Linked DNA regions of Anser cygnoides: region 1 is linked to region 2. The links are chromatin contacts, called in public Hi-C maps. All regions are on one chromosome and are shown on one strand. Each heading gives the region's core, a stretch centred on a gene start, on an enhancer-like site or on the middle of the called end of the contact. The rest is flanking DNA. Distances are from core to core; before and after follow the strand shown. Region 1 overlaps RASSF7 (Ras association domain family member 7). Region 2 overlaps PNPLA2 (patatin like phospholipase domain containing 2).

Region 1 (5,779 bases), core at 1,659-4,158, 150 kb after region 2:
AGGGCCTTCTCCACGCTGGCCAGGTTGCTCTCCAGCTGCGTGCCCTGCTTGACTTTAGCTTCCAGATCCCTTTTCATTTTGGCAGCCATGTCCTCCAGGTCCGTGGGGCTCGGCACAGGGCTCTCCTTGCCCCTCTTGGCCCTCTCGGCCATCTCCCACTGGATCTCCTTCTGCAGGGCCTCGGTGCGGGCGCTCAGCTCGTAGATCCTCTGCGTGTACTCCTCCAGGCTGGCCCGCAGGCTCCTCACCCGCTCCTGCCTCTCCCGCTCGCACTCCTTCTCCAGCCGGAGCTCGCTCTGCCAGAACTCCTCCTCGCCCAGCTCCGTCTCGTTCCTCCGCACCAGGTGCTCCAGGTAGAGGATCTCGTCCTCCTGGCTGGGGGCCCGGCCGTGCTCCCAGAACCGCAGGTCCGTCTCCAGGGTGTCCCCGTGGGCCTCCAAGGAGTTGAGCTGCTCCTGCTGCCGCAGCACCGTCTTAAACAGCTCCTCCTTGGAGAGCTGGCCGGCCCCGCTGTCCTTCAGCTCCATCCCCTCCCAGGCGTGCTGCCTCCAGCGGCTCTTAGCAAACAGCTCGCCGGAGCCCATGGGACCCAAGTTGAAGGTCATCGATTTCTTGGGCTCCCGGGGCCGGGGCGCCTCAGTGCTCACGGTACGGGGCTTGATGGGCAGGCTGGCCCGGATGAAAGTCCTCTCGGGAGCCTGGGGAGCGCCCTCCGAGGAGGGCCGCTCGGCCACGCTGGGGCCCGTCCGCCGCAGGATGAACTGCACGTCGTTGGCATACTGCCCGCACTTGGCCAGCGACTCCAAGGGGCACTCGAGCGGGAGGAGCTGCCGCTCCTTCTCCCGGAGCTTCTGCACCAGGACGTAGCGCCCCGTCTGACCTGAGGGCAGGACACAAGCACGTCACCCGGGGGGGAAGCCGCGGCCGGTGACGTCCCCGCTGCCCCAGAGCTGGACCCTGCCCCCAGGAGGTTCCCTCTCCCCAGGAAGCACCCAGAGGTGCCCCTACCCACCAAGGATGGGGCATTTTTGTTTTGCTCTGGACACCAAAACGAGCGAGAGCATTGGGGGGAGGATGGTGCCGGGGAAGTGGGGCGCACCCCGAAACCCGCACAAATTCATTTTCCTCCCTTTCCCCTTCCAAATCTTCCCACCGAATCTCCCACCCATCACCCAAATCTTCCACCCATCTCCCCAGGGACACCCAACAGCAGGAGCAGCTCGCCGCAGAGAGGACGGCACGAGTCATCCCCCCGTTAACGGGGTCCCGTGCTGCCCCTCTTTGTAGGATGGGGCATCTCTCTGCAAAGCTCAGCGCCTCCGCGGTCGAGTTTTGCGTGTGAAAAAGCTGAGGACACCAACTGGAGCTGCCCTGCTGTTCCCTCAGCCTGGAAGAACGCACGCCCTGGAGAGCGGAGGTGGAGGAGACATCAGCCTGCTGTTCTTTTTGGAAGGCGTGCAAGAGAAATCGGAGATACGAGGGCTTTGATCTACAGGGCTCGATCTCAAACCTGGCACAGAGGGGAAACGTCGCAGCGCAAAGCCTGCGCGCTAATAGGATCGCAGCGTTTTGAAACTGAGCCACTAGAAGGCAGGATTGACCACAGGCGAGAGCACGGCAGGCACCGGCATCCAGGCACCCTGTCCACGCCGCTTGCAAGCTATTTATTTTGGCCATCTCCCCAGCAAGCCTCTGTGAGGAGGGATATAAACACACGGCCGTGCCAAACGGAGGGCAAGGAGTTTGGTCGGGTCTTGAGAGCTCCGCTTTAGCTCGCTCAGGTGTGCGCCGCTCACCTATGGCCCGCGCCAAAGCGATGACCACCTCCTGGCAGGTGGTTTGCTCCGAGACGCCGCAGACCACCCGCTGGATGCCGTCCACCCACACCTTCAGCTCCATCCCCGCGGCTGCCGGGCCTCAGGCACGCTGGGGCATCGCGGGACGCGGTCCCTGCGGGAGAGAAGACACGAGGAGTCAGTCCTGAGCCTCTTCTAGGGGCGATGCTTTAACAGCCGCGCTTTTAGGTCTGCCGGGCGCCTGGAACATCAGCCCCCACCCACGAGGTGCAGCCGGAGCCAGACGCTTGCTGCTGCTCGCAGATCAGATTTATGGTGTTATTGCTAAAATACCGGCGTTCACCCGCAATAAAACCCTTCTGTCTCACCAAAAACCCCGTGCACAGCTCAGGTCTGGGCAGCGGGTCCAAGTCCTCCCCAGGTGAGAAGCACTGAGGTTTGCCCGTGTGCATGGTAGGCCTGGGCAGCCAGGAAACACCCTGCCTACTTCTGCTGAGAGCGCAGCCTTTTAATGGATTTGTTGGACTTTCGCTGCTATTTCCCTAACAATTTGGCAGTGCGGCACTGGGGATTTTCCAAACAATATCTAAAAGGCAGAGAAGCCTCCGGCCGCCCTCCCGCCCACCCTTCCCAGCTGTGCAAAGGGAAATTGAGAGGTGTAGATGGCGCACGTTGTGCTCTATTTGCCTTCCCCTCTGTTAATCTGAGAGGGATTAAGAAATGGGAAAAATTAACTGCAGCAAAATCTCACTTAGCACTCCTGCCTCTTCCAGCAGCCAAACGACCACAAGTCTTAACAAATGAAATTAAATCGACGTAATCTGCAAAGAACTCAGATATCTGGGTTTATTCTGGTTGTAAACACTCTCAAAATGTTTTTTCCTCCTATGTTTTTTTGTGGAGCCTTCAAGCATCAAGCCTGTCTGAGGGACCTGGGCAGAGGAAGGTACAAAGGGTCCCAAACTGCTTTCCAAACCTAGCCCAGCTCCCAGTTCCCCCCGTTCCCCAAAGTTTGGGGACACGCCACGACCGCTGCCGTCGCCCCAGGGGTGCCTGCAAGGAGCAGGCTGAAGGAGGAGCAGGTGTCAGCGCAGGGAGAAAAGATTTAACTTGAGTTAAACACCTTTTTATTTTTTTATTTTTGCCTCCTTGAGGAATCAAAGCAAGGGCTCAAAGGCTCCCACCCTGAGCAACACAAGGCTTTAGCCGTGACACAAGGCAAAGGAGAAGCCTAGGAAAGGAAACAGTCCCACGGTGCTGTTCCCACCAGGAGACCTGACGGTGCTGGGGCAGAACGACTTGTTGGAGAACAAGCCCGAAAGCCAAATCCATCCCCCGGGGAGCACTTGGGAGCAGCTGATCCAACACCAGCCTCCCCATCACCCGCAGCAGCGTTATCGATCCCTCACTTCCAGATTTACCCGCGGAGCGCGGCGGGGACCGAGGGCAGCGGGTGCGGAGCAGCCGCCACGGGCACGATTATTTGACTCGGCAGCGCCGAGGGGGAAAACCAGCAGCAGCGAAGGAGCTCGGGCTCTGCCCATTTCTCCCACCAACGTTCCCTAAATGCTGTATTGGCGAGGTGGAGACCAGTCTCATTTCAGAGCATGGTTCTGCCCCGCTGCGTGGCCGCAAACTCCCAGTGAAACCGGCGCCCGCCCCCGCCATGGAGCAAAGTTCAGCGTCGCTGCCGAGCTCGGGCACCACCCGGCTGGGTTTTGCCACCCCAAAGCCACCATCGTGCCGGGACACAGGACCCCAGCGCCGGCACCGGGTGGCAGGGTGTCCTGGAAAGCGACGTGCCAACTACTGGCACCGCCAGCGCCAAAACCGCCCGTGGAGCCGGGCTTTTCCCCACCCCGTCCTACCCCACAGCCCCGGCGGAGGCCAGGAGTGGGTGGTTTGAAAATAAATAAAAGCAGCCGGCTGTGTTATGAGAAAAGCAACGGCCTCACCTCTCCTCGCACGAAACGACGGCGGCCGCCGAGACGAGGGGTGACGAGCGATGGTCGGTCCGGGAGCGGGACGCCGCGGGTCCCGCGTGGGCGAGAGGCTCCCGTTTGGGTGCAGAGCCAGCCTCTGGCAATCATTTACCAGCGTCCGGCCCACGGCAAGTGGCACGTAACCGAAAGGCAGGGAGCGGCAGCAGGCGTTTTTCCTCCTCTTACGGAGGAGTTTCGGCTTTGAGCTGCCCGTGGCGACACAGGGGCTCAGGTATGAATGAGCTCAGCCCCGGTGTCGCATCGCTGCTGGAGGGAGAACCGAAGGAGGAGAGCGTTTTGTACCAAAAACACAACACCAGCTGCTAGCAAACCGTGCGGTGCCGGGGAAGTGCCCGTGCGTAATGCGGCTCTGAAGCTTATCTCGTGGAAATCTCTTAGAGGCTACTTGGGAAAGCGACCCCTTGAGTCTCCCCCGGCAGCAATGCAGGGAGCAGTGTACATCCAGGGAGAAACAAGCTCACTGTCGGCTCTCAGGGACAGCGATTTCTCAGCTCTCCCAGACCACGCTCACCCTTCCTGGCTTCTCCAAACCCTTTGCATCAGCACCGCCAACATGCTGCAACCCTGACCAGCCCCTTGGCCTCTCCTCTCCCTGAAAGTTCACTCCAGACTTGGGAAAAATAAATAAATAAAATTGTTTCCATAAGGATGCACAGGACATTATCTGCTCTTTCACTGCAGCGTTATCTTTGCTCCTGTAAAAGCTTTCAAAAACACAAACCTCCACCTCATCCCAAAGCATCGCCTCCTTTGTAGCCGCTGCTGTTAAATTCCTCGTACAAAGTTATTTGCCTTTTCTTAGCTGTAAAAGTTTTTTCCCTTACTGCCAAAAGAACGTGCGCGTATAGCGATTAGAAGGCCATTCCTCCATGTTTTCCTCCTTTATCTTTCCATCTTCTGATTTTTTTTTGGAAAACTGATCTAAGTAAGGAATGCTGCACGCGGCTTGCTCTGGGTATCGAAGCCCTTCTGCGCACCTAAAGTTAGCCGGTTAGAACCGCTGCTCCCCGGGGGGAGGCCGCCTTCCAGCTGCCCCCGGTTGCGCTCGCAGTGCTGCCGCCATCCGAAGCCGCTTTGATCACGAACCAAAGCGCAGGCAGCTGTAGGGCCTCGCCGGCCACCCCAAAAAAGCACAGGGAAACAAGCAGGTGGCTGCTGCGCCGGTGCGAGGACGCGTGACAGCCGCTCCCACAAGCTGCTCTTATGTTTTACCCCCCCCCCCCGTGTATTTCTAAGTCATTTTTATTGGAAGCAGATTAACGAAGTGACTAATTTTCTGCTCCCTTCCCATGTGATCGGTCCTAAATTGATGGTATGGATGATTCACACAACTTCTTCGACAAATTTCCTAACTGGGAGTTGGAATTTCAAATGCTGGCACTGAAAAAAAAATATAAATTAACACTCCCAGATCTTACAGCTTTATTTTTTGCTGCATCTTAGTCTAAATTGGAAAAAAAAAAAAACAAGCTCAAAAAAAAAATGTTCAGACTCGATTTGAACAAAGCTGCAACCTCACATAAATCAAGGCTGCTTTTAAAGCTCAGGGTTTGAAGCCAGCTTTGGGTTACCTTGATTAAAAGAGGGAGCAATCAGTCCTCCTGCTAATCGAGGTGTTTCGCAGCAACCGGCTCGACACAGCTCTGCAGCAGAGGCAACAACCAAATTTTAAGCCTCACCCTTCAGCCGGCCAAGCTTGCTCCTCGGAGCTGGCAGTGGCAAGGCCGAATTTGGGCAATCGGGAGGGAGATGGGCAGGCGTGGTGGCTGCAGGTGCTCCGAGCCCCGGCCAAGAGCAGGACCTGCTACAGCAGCAGGAGGTGGAGGGGTTATTTCTGCAGGTGAGAGGATGCACGCTTTGCATAGCTGGGTTTGGTGCCCTGCAGACGAGCAGGGCATGTCCCAGCCGGCTCATAAACACCCCACGGGTGCCTGCAAGAGCCTCGTGACCTGAAACATCATGCGGCCAGCCAAGAAAATC
Region 2 (5,372 bases), core at 1,740-4,239:
TGACCCAGCTGGGTTTGGAGGGGAGAAGACACCCCCTCAGCACAAAAGGGACATCTGTACGCCTGCTAAGCCCAGTATCTCACGGTCACTAGGAGCCCAGCCTGGCAAGAGCATCAGGGCTCCGTGGTGGGAAAGGAGGGAAGGGAGAAAACAAAACAAAAACCTCACCCCAAGCCAAACCCTCCGTGCCCAACACGCTGCCCTTTGCGCACCCTGACTGCTGCTTCCACACGCAGCCCAAGCCGTGGTGAGACACGGGGCAGTGACTCCTCTGAGCACCCGCCAGTCGCTGCAATCCCAGAGACACAGGGAACACACGGGTGAGGAAAGTATCCAGGCAAGAATTAAAGGAACTGGGGGAAACAGCCACGCTTTCACCAATTAAATCTTCTCCCCAAGCTGCAGTTTGGTTTTTGGGCAAAGATGAAAGCTGCTGTCAGTGCCAGCCAACTTGAAATCCCTCTGGTTTGCTCCCTGTCCCTCTCAGCCCTGTGACTGCAGAAAGGAGGCAGCCGAGTTAGACTCAGGTTAACAGAGATAAGGGAAACACCACCCCCAGCGCACTGCGGGTGTTGACACATCCCATTCTTTTGCAATACACGTGTGCCAGCAACATGTTTTCCACTAAGGCAGCCTGTTAACGCGACTGTGTGCGCACGAAAGCCAGCAACACCAGCAGCTCGAGCGAGCACTAAATGAGACCCTTGACCACGACCAGAGGCTCTGGGGTCAGGATTTGGGTACTGTGAGGTAGCAACTCAGCGGAAAATCCAAGTTCCCCTCTCCGAAGCAATTTTTAGCCCTATAATCCCAGTCTTCTGCTCTTTCCTAAAGCAATGTTTAGCAGCCTAATTCTGATCTTACTTACTCAATTAGCCGTAAGCCACTGAGCCCAGCCTGTTCCAGATAGTAGCTGCACGGTTCAACATCCTTCCCAACACGAAGGACAACAGCCAGAAATGACAACTTGTTAGCACTCCGTGCCTAAGACACCTTTGTGCCTAACGAGAGGAAGAAATACACACAAAGAACCTGCAGCAGAGCCCAAAACTGGATGGAGCCCACTCCAGCACCTTGGCCACACGAGCCCTGGAAGCCCCACTGCACGGAGTGCGTCACAGAGCTGCTGGCCTTGCTGAAACCCCAGTAATAAATAGGGTGGGAGCCTGAGCCACGGGGACACCCCACTCACAGGGCCATGCTGGGGAGGGCGGCTCAGGGATGGCGCTTAGAGAAGCTTGCCTTCAGACTTGGCACCTCAGCGTGCAGAGATGCGACAGCGACACTGGGAACAACTGCAGTTATACAGAGCTTATGACTAACGTCTGAGCAAAAAGTCTGAGCTGGGAGTTGCTTAGGGAAAACAAAGTCCCAAATATGCCAGGAAACAGACTGTCTTGGCATCTGAGGAGGGACTTGGGCTCCAGCTGCTTCTCTGTCGTCGTTACCCAGCCAAGCAGGACAGGGGGACATGGGAGAACTGGGGACAAAATAAGAGTTATTGATAATTAGCAATTGGATTTTTTGAATTTTTTTTTGTTGTTTGTTTGTTTGTTTTAAATGTGTGCATATAAACAGATTGTGCAAAAGCAGCTTCTCAGGTATTTCAGTTTGAGGGCACCTCTGATCTTGTTGGACTTGTTGGCTCGCTTGCACCGAAACCGAGTACAGAGGAGCTCCGTGGGACGAGGAAGGCACAGGGCGATCTGCAGCGCCACCGGCTTTCCTGGAAATAAGGCCAGCTGAGGGTTCAGCCAGAGGAGTCAGGTTTACGCAGCTAGATCCATGACAGATGGCAAGCCCTCCTGGAAATAAGTTCGGGAGGAGAAAGGAGAGGTGAGAGAGCGAACAGAATTTGAGCTGGTTTTTCCTGGAATAGCTTTTCTGGTAGTGATGGGACTTAAAGGAGTCTGCCAGAGGGAGCAGCTGAATGAGAGAGGTGGTAGAGAGAAAAATCCTGCAGGAGTCAGCCACAAACTGTCTGCCCCTGCCGGGGTAATCCTGTGCCAACTCCAGTCCACAGAAAAGTTTGTTTTTTGATGGATCTGATGATTCAGAGCACAGGGTCACGGGGAAAACCACAACGTTTATTTTCCTCTCTTGGGGTACATCACAAGGAGTACTGCCAACCTCCCACAGCTGGTATCAGCTCTTTTCCCCCACCAAATGCTTCTCCCCATACAGACTTAACTAAACCATTATCCCTCTAAACAAACACAACCTGTATCAATGAGAAATATTTCACGTGGCACGGGGGAGGCCACCTGGGCCACCTCTGGCCTGGGATCCCTCTGCAGCAGCCACAAGGGGCAGTGGATGGCTGCCCAGGGGAAGAGCCCTGTATGCAGCTGCAGGATCCCAGTTCATTTTTAAGCTACGCCAAGCCAGCTTTACATGAGTGTATCGTCCTGGTGAGACTGGTTTCCTTAAAGAATTAGCTCTTGCGCCCATCGGTCGTGCCCAACACACCTGCTGGGGCAGGACAGGCAGCCCCGGGCCTCTCCTGACCTCTGTGTTTCGCACCAAGGGCACCTCAGCGCTCGCCTGTTGCCCACCCTGGTAACCATCCCGCAGCCAGCAGGACGGCTGACCCATGAAGTATTTCAAGTGGAAAAAAAGAGCTTAAGACAGGCACAAAAATAGGAGCAGCGCAGGCCGAAGAGGGAGGGGGCACGCTGCGCATTCCAGCCGGCAGCTCCCGTGACTGCGGCTCCCGTGACACCACAGCTCCCCCTGGAAGAGCTCCACATCGGCACAAAGATCACCCCCTGCGCCAGGGACATTCCCGCTCCCTGGGTGGTAAACAGGGCGCGGGCTCCAGAAAAGGCACCCAGATGGGGAGGGGGGACAGGGGACAGCGGCAGGATGGATGCAGGGACAGCTCTGAAAGGCAGACAACCAGCAGAAAGAAGCGCAGGTGCTTTTGACACCCCTCCAGCACCACCTGCTCAGAGCGAGGTTCGTGGGGTAGATGCTCCCTGCAAGAGCCCCCAGCTGGGATCTTTGCATTTTGCTCCCAGAGCTGAGCATCAGTGGAGCTCTCGTGTTTCCCGTCAGTAGGTCCCTGTTCAGACCCAAATTCGGGAATCAGAAGGAATTTACCGGTGTTACCTCCCTCAAGGCAGTCTGGCTGCCTGTCTGCTGCTGCTTCAGCTGGAGCGGTGCCGTGGAGGAGCGAAAAGCCAGCCCCTCGTGACGAGCACAGGTTTCAGGAGAGCTGCCCCACGTCCCTCCCGAGCACAGACCCCCAGGCTGCTCCAGCTCAGCACGCACAGCTCCTGCGCCTGCCTCCGCACTGAGAGCAAGCGACGCAAGCGCTTTTCCTGCCCAGCCTCTCCCCGGAGAGGGTACAGCCCAGTCCCGCCACCAGCCTAAAAACATTGAGCTGTAAACAAGGGACATCGAAAGAAAAGTCTGCAGGCTGACAGCTAGAAAATAATTAACCCAGAGCGCTTTATTGGACATTTCCTCAGCACCCATTCACTCGCCAGAAGGGCCAACAGCAGATAGCAGCGTGCAGGTGATCCAGGGACGCCTCCAGGCCTTGGGGGCGCCGACCTCAGCCCAGGAAAGATCCCCACCGCCCGGCTGGGCTCCTGCTCCTCCTCCCGTGCTCATGCTGAAGCAGCCTGGTTTCCACCCCTTGCCCCAAGGGAACAGGAACCTGACCCGGGGCGTCCTCATCCCATCAGCGAGGCTGGAGGGATGTCAAAGGGGGCCCGAGGGATAGATTAATGCCAGCAGGAAATGAAGCGAGAACAACGACTTGTGGTCTGCCCCGTAAAACGCCTCCAGGTGATGTGTGATCCAAAGCTACTGACGGATCCTCCATTTCAGTGTGAAATCCTAAAACCGTGGGGGGGAGGAATCTCTGCCTTACATGGCCGAATTTGTATAAATGCCACTATTTAACACACACAAAAACCCTTCTTAAATGCTTGGGGCTGGGAGAAGGCAGGCAGCACCAGAACCCCCAGTGGCACTGGTCCTTTTCCCATCTGTGCACATCGCCCTGTAAGCTGGTAACACTGAGAAACACGTACCAGAACAGGTTGTTCTTTGGGACTTCCCTCATTTTTGTTGTGAGGAGCATTTATATGATTTATAAGTTTCCACTCATTCCTTCTCTCCTACTATTTTGTCATCAGAGAACAAGGAGCAGCTCGGCTGCCTCAGCTCCAGATGACAGCCAGGAAGGAAGCTGTTTCTTTTTTTGATGCAGAGGTAGCAAAAAAAAAAATCGGAGTAACTCCTCAGGCCCCTTTCAGGCTGGCAAATAACCCCTCTTCTCACCTCACAGGTGGGGCGAGTGGAGACACTGAAAGAGACGGCTTTTCGAGCAGGGCCAGCTCCTGCAGCCGGAGGCAGCTGCTGCAGGAAGGGCTGGTCCCACACCACCTCCTGGCCCAGGTTCTCGGAGCTCAGCATCGCAGAGCCCAGATGCAGCCCGCAGCAGGACGGCGCCGTGAATCCCCACCGCCTGCAGCTGCTTCAGAGCCCCAAGCCTCCCTCTTCGCAACGTGCCAGCCCCCAGGACGTCTGAGGTAGGTTACTTCGTTCAGGGCACGAGCAAAAAGGCTTTGGGAGAGCGGGCACAAGAGCTGCCAGCCGTGGTTACGCCTCAGCTGAACCTTTGCACCGGCATTAGGGAAGCGCCGGCACAGCGAAGCCTCACCAGGCAGCTGATGCCCTGCAAGCCAGCGCCCGCTTTGCTCCTGCAGGCAGGCCCGGAGCGCTTGCTCTTGCAACACAAACCAGACAAGAGCGCGGCTCCTGCTGGGGAGCAATCAATAGGAAGGCTCAGCTCAGGCAGGCAGCCAGGATTATTGCCTGGCACAATCGCTGCAGTCACCGCTAGCCTAATTTTCCCCCCCTGTAATTCCCTAATACAAGGATTAGCGTTGCATTGCTGCTCATTGCCTTAGAGGGAAGTGAAGCTCGGATCCCTGCTGCTTGCCCTGGGCCAGCGCAATGCTGGGCTTTTTTTTTTTTTTTTAAAGCAAGTACCTAGCAGGAGAAAGCTAGTGGAGAAGAGAGAGAACGGGCAGGAGAAAGATGGACCAAAAACAGCTGCATGACTGTGAAGTTGCCTTTCTCCTCTGCTGCACGTAGGCAGGAAGGGAACCACATCCCGCTCTTGCCTTGTTCATCCAGGTGACGACCACTAACACAAGGCCTCCTGGGGTTGTTATTCCCAACAGGACTTGGTGTGCAAGGAGCACCCACACGCACGACATTGCACGCTCCTTACTTGCTCGTCAGGGCCAGTTTGCAGGATGGCAACTCACACCCAGCGAACGAGGGCGGCTCCCACCTCCCCATGGAGGTGCCACCAGGGGTGAGATGCTCTGGAAGAGGAGAGATCCGTGCTA

The links. A called contact is a pair of places that touch in the nucleus more often than the background predicts.
Region 1: a Hi-C map of liver shows a contact between it and region 2, with 1.8 times the contacts expected there. The contact joins two enhancer-like sites. A contact is called at or near these places in 2 of 7 Hi-C or Micro-C datasets (both in liver).

What each region holds. Positions count from the first base shown.
Region 1 is chr5:20,590,928-20,596,706 of Taihu_goose_T2T_genome, forward strand. It overlaps RASSF7 (Ras association domain family member 7), which reads right to left. Exons shown (of 7, transcript XM_066997356.1): 2 at 1,797-1,950; 3 at 1-880. The coding sequence starts at 1,899. Among named protein-coding and RNA genes, the nearest start is that of RASSF7, 13 kb to the right of the region's middle. Within about 2 kb of position 2,909, at least 1 of the 3 cell types and tissues checked has open chromatin away from gene starts, as enhancers often do. A contact at or near this core is called in liver, where this site is marked.
Region 2 is chr5:20,442,357-20,447,728 of Taihu_goose_T2T_genome, forward strand. The region is part of intron 1 of PNPLA2 (patatin like phospholipase domain containing 2); the gene reads right to left. Among named protein-coding and RNA genes, the nearest start is that of PNPLA2, 8.7 kb to the right of the region's middle. Within about 2 kb of position 2,990, at least 2 of the 3 cell types and tissues checked have open chromatin away from gene starts, as enhancers often do. A contact at or near this core is called in liver, where this site is marked.